Regions from separate parts of the Lactuca sativa genome. Here region 1 is linked to region 2. Evidence: chromatin contacts called from public Hi-C data. All regions are on one chromosome and are shown on one strand. Each heading gives the region's core, a stretch centred on a gene start, on an enhancer-like site or on the middle of the called end of the contact. The rest is flanking DNA. Distances are from core to core; before and after follow the strand shown.

The links. A called contact is a pair of places that touch in the nucleus more often than the background predicts.
Region 1: a Hi-C map of leaf shows a contact between it and region 2, with 4 times the contacts expected there. The contact joins the promoter of LOC111913219 here to the promoter of LOC111913222 in region 2. A contact is called at or near these places in 2 of 4 Hi-C or Micro-C datasets (both in leaf).

Annotation. Positions count from the first base shown.
Region 1 is chr8:27,706,656-27,709,355 of Lsat_Salinas_v11, reverse strand. It overlaps LOC111913219 (lysM domain receptor-like kinase 3), which reads right to left and starts at 1,256. Exons shown (of 1, transcript XM_023908937.3): 1 at 1-1,256. The coding sequence starts at 1,015.
Region 2 is chr8:27,530,553-27,533,252 of Lsat_Salinas_v11, reverse strand. It overlaps LOC111913222, which reads left to right and starts at 1,293. Exons shown (of 1, transcript XM_023908941.3): 1 at 1,293-2,351. The coding sequence starts at 1,442. The coding sequence ends at 2,095.

The DNA of each region.
Region 1 (2,700 bases), core at 7-2,506, 180 kb before region 2:
CCGCCTCTCTCGTCGTCTCGATCAACGAAACTCTAACGTAATTTCCCTTTTCTTGTCTGTACTTCAACGGTTCTTCGCCTGATAATATCTCCAGAAGTACAACTCCGAAAGCGTACAAGTCGGACTTATGCGTCGGAACTCCGGTAGACTGAAATTCAGGCGACATGTAGCCTCGTGTGCCCTCGAATTTCACGAATCTTGAATTTGGCTTACTTGAATCTCGTTCCAAGCTGCTATCTGTTTCGCCGCAGAGCTCTGCCGTTCCAAAATGGCATATTTTCGCGTTTAGTGACGATGATTGGGTTACAATTATGCTTGAGCTTTTGATGTGATTGTGGATAAATTTCTTCTCCAATCCTGTAGAGTTGTGAATGTAATCGAGGCCATGAGCGAGATCAGCTGCAATCTGAATTCGCGACATCCAATCGGAAAGTATGGTGAAGTTAGGGTTCTTAGGGTTTTTAAGGCAATCGGCAAGGCTAGCACCTTTAACATAATCGTAAACCAAGTATATGTAGCTTCCGGACATCGAAGCACCTCGAAGCTTAATCAGACTCGAGTGATGGCTCTTGCAAATCACGAGAAGTCGATCCCGAAGCTCAGCCGCGTCTATCGGACGCCGAAACTTCCGTTGAAAGACAATCACGTCGTCGCCGCGAATCACACACCGCCAGGCAGTGGAAGAAGACGATGAAAAAAGCTTGTTGGATAGAAATTTGTTTGTGGCGGAGAAAATCTCTTTGAAATCGTAGAGATGTGGATTTTCCGGTAATGACTCTCGGAGGCTCGAGAGTGAACTGCCGCTTGAAACAGATGATTTCCATGAGTCCTTGTTGTAACTGTTGCTATCGTTCGAACTAGACGCCGCCACCGACGATGATCCACGAGGAGACTGATTTGATTTAGAAGTCCTCCTTGATGATGATACATGAGATGTCGAGCCTGTATTTCTCGTGGTTGATGGAATTGCCTCTGCTGTCATCTTCTTCGATCCACAATTCCAGAAAATCCACATAATTTGAAAGAAATCATACCAAACCCAGAGTCGTGAAAAATGGAGGTGCAAACTGAGACGCCGTGGGGAGGTATCGCCGGTGAAACATAGCAGAAAGCGACGAAGGATCAGTTTCTTGTGGAAGAAGGATTTTATATAAGATTCTGAGAAGGATGTGGATGGGTTTGAAATTTGAATGAAGTTTTGTACCCGACTAGTGTAGTCACTATCCAACAACCTTCGAGGAACGTAGGAAACAAGGGGGCAAATAAAAAAGCGCCTTAAATAGTTAAATTCATTTCCATATTCATTTTATTGAATAAGTAGTATAGTTTCATTATTGAATATTTTACAATTTTTATATAATTAAAAAATAGAGTCCGGTTGTTGCCATTCACAGTATGTATATTCCCTTGACCCGTTGACCGAGGAGCTTCGAGTCTTCGACAACCTACATAACGATTGTCAAAGTAGTGAAAGTACTAAACTGGCAAAGAACAATACTTATCCAAATTGGAGAAAATATGCATTTTTCTTACCGCCATCACTTAAAATACATATTGTTTGTGGTCTTATTTCGATGTTTATATCATGATTCATGTGAAGCTGTTCATTGTCATTTTCTTATTTAAAAGGGATTGTTATGAATTATGGTTTTCTATGATTCAAAGAGTTGAATATGTCAAAGTATTATGCACACATAGATTATGCTCAATTTGTCTTTTGTTTTGTTAATAGCGGCACGCTTTGTCGCTTTATAAATGGTGTATGACCATGTTTTGATATGAAAGTGTCCTATTTTCCGTTTCTGGAAATATTAAATATTTTCCTATTTTGCGTTCGTGGAAATAGTAAATATTTTCTTATTTTAGGTTGAGTGAGTAGATGAATTTTATTTTTAAAAGAAATTGAAGTAAATTTATTTATCCATTACATCCAAACGAATCTCTAAATATTATTAAAAGAGAAACTTTATGACATCATTTTAAATAATTTGGACATTTGATTGTATTTCAATCTTATTTTTTCAACTCTTAGACCAATTGCTGACATCACCTTCCTCATATGGAATATATTTAATTCCAATAAATGTTTTCCAATCGTTAAACAATAACTTAAATTTGTTACTTATATTCGTTGAAATAAAATGTATTTAATTCTAATAAAAGTTTTCCATATTTTAAATCTTGAATTTCTGGTTATGAAGATTTTAATATGGTAAATTTTAAAAACATATTACTAACAAAATCATTTCAATCAGGACATTAGTATCAACCATTAATATAAATCCGTTTATATTAGTAAATCATTAATAGAAAATCTATTTTTATTAAAAAATCATTAATACAAAAAAAATCATATTCAAATTATCACATACATACACAATTCATTCTTGAATCCGCGACTCACGCTTATTTTCAATCGTTTCTTTTATTCAAACCTTCTCCCACAACATCATTCTTATTGCTTAGAACTTCCATCATCATTCTCTGATTATACATTTGCTCTTGTGCACCAGAAGGTACCTTCTTTCGTTTTTTATATTTTTTTCGATTATTTTTTTGTTCCTATATCAAATATATGTATTCATATAATTCGATTTTCTTTGTCTTAAATTACATGAAATCAGTTAACTACTTTTCTGAAACTTTTCAAATGAACAGGAAAATATATTACGTACCTTTAACAAAACAGAAATTAACTAT
Region 2 (2,700 bases), core at 44-2,543:
CACATATAACCACTAATATGTGAAAAAAAAAAAATTAATCATGATGTATACCAAAAAATATAAGTTTAATGATCATATATGTCAAAAACATAAATGACTAAATATATACATATAATAAAGTTTATTACAATTATAAGTCCTTAAAATGATGTTTTCTTCTAGAGTTATAGTGTGTTGTATCACACCTCTTATTTTTTGTATGTCTCCTCAACATCACCCCATTTTCTCTCCCTTTTCTTTTCATCTAAGAAATGCTCATCTTTCACCGTTTTAAATGGTCAGTCCTGAGGAAGTGTGAGGTGTGTAACTGCATATGACACATGTCATCAAGGGGGTCGATTTTTTATATAAACGGATATTCTCATTGGAAATCTGTTGTTAATCTGTCGTCAATTCATCCCTAACTTATTGCCAATTAGCCGCTAATCCGTTGGAAGGTGGCTTCTATCGTTCGTGGTTCGTGGTTCTGATCACCGTAATTGAAGGTTTTTTTTCCTAATCAATAATATAACTAACAACGGTCTATTAACTGTCGATCTTATCGTAATATTAATAAATTTTGTAGACATTTATGCAATACAAGTGGAAAACGCAAAGAGATGGAGTATAGAGAGAGGGTGTGGTATAAGCATTGGGCGTGTATGGGTTGGTGTTAGGTGGGGATCAAAATGTGGTAGTGCATAGTCTTTAAGAGACAGGGCTAGATATAGAGATGAAGAAAGGTTTAGTTCTTTCACCAATCTCAAAATTTTACTCATGGTTGTTTTTGTTTTGATTTTACCTCGTGTTGGATGCTTATTGTTGGAACTTTAGAGAAAAAGAAATGAATATGGTTGGGATGAGTTGGGTTGGATAAGTGTGGTCCTATCTTATTAAATATATTTTTGGTAAATGAAACATGTCTATAGTTTTTTGCCATAATTTTTGTCCACGCCCAAATTTGCAAATTTATTTAGTAGATGATTCAAAACTAACTGATAGTCCGTAGTTGAAAGTTGTTATTTCGAAGTTGATATATATTTGAAAGTTGTGATTTGTATTTTTGTTAAAATATTTACCAAAAAAAAAGTTTAAAAATTTTAAGTTACGTAAAATCAACATAAAAAACTCACAAAACTATTTTCTATTTTTTTAGATTTTTTTTTCAAAGCAAAAAAGTACACTCGTACCTTAAAATAATATTTTAAAAACTCATTTTTCAACTAAAATTCAAAATATCTAGAAGAGAAACTTTCTTTTCTTTGAAAATATCTTAAAGTCCTCAGGAACTTTCTTTGAAAATCTGCTAAAACCTCTCCTATAAAGCCAAATAACCTTTATTACTATATACCCCCAACGACCTCAACACTGGTCTCGATCAAATCGACTACTTTTCTCCACAACCTGAACTCACATTCATCCATATCAAGATCCGAACGAATTACAAGATAATTCACTCAAAATGATAATCGATATAGTGATGCAAGTTGCTCTAATTCTCATCACCCTCTTCATGTTCCTATGGATGCAAAAGATCCCTCAAAATCTCTTCACCAAATTCCGTTACAGAAACCGATCCAGCTACTCCGCCAAGCGTCACTTCATCATCGGCGCTCAGCTATTGGCTAAATCCAGATCTACCAAAGACCGATCGTCCGCCGTTAAACTAGCCAAAACCGCCGCCGAAGAAGCTGACAAATCCATCGCTCTCGATCCAAAGGACGCCGCGTCACACATACTCAAAGCCCTAGCTCTCGATGTGCAAGGTTTTGGCACATCGGCTTTGGAAGCGCTGGATGTCGCGCTGTCGCCATTGACGTCGAAGTCGTTGAGCAGCGAAGAGAGAGGAGATGCGTTGTTGAAGAGGGCAGAGATCAAAATTAAGGGTAGTAAGAGAGGGCTAGTTGACTCAGCGATTGATGATCTGCAGCAATCAGTGAAGTTGAAAGGGGATAAAGCGACGGCGTTTCGGTTGTTGGGAGAGTGTTATGAGAAGAAAGAAATGAAGGAGGAAGCGGTGGAGGCGTATGAAGGTGCACTCAAGGTTGACCCCAAGTGTACTCCGGCTCAAGATGCATTGAATCGATTGGGTTCAAGTTCAATTTCAACACAGTGAGATCTAACAAGTAGGGACAAAAATTCGTACTTTTTATCTTCCATTTTATGATATAAATGCTTCTTTTTCTTTTCAATCAAATGACAGCCGAAAGAACACACAATATTCAGCCACAAATCTCATCTTTTCGTGCACTCTATCTAAGTTAATTCCTTTGCTATTGTTGTATACTCTTGAAAATCTTTCTGATAAAGGAGTAGGCTTCTTATATATATACATTTGGGAAATGGTAATTGAAGAATAGTTGTTAATTGAACTGATTTAGGCAGTTGTCATAGTTTTTTTTTTAATGGATTTTTGAGAAATAGTCTATTACATGTTTGTTACAATATGTATTTATTATAATCGTCTAACATTTTGTTTACAAAACATGTGCATAGATGGAGGCATCAACTCAACTCGTATCTTATCATATTTAATATACATGAAATTATATTACAAATGATTCTAATTTCTATCATTTAGTTATCATCAACCTTTTAATAATCTTTCGTGTGATGACATGTTACCCCATCTTCTGAAATTCTTGGAAAAAAAATTACGAAATCAAGCATATTAGAATGAAAACCAGTTTTAAAAGTTGTTAATCCCCCAAAACGGATCCA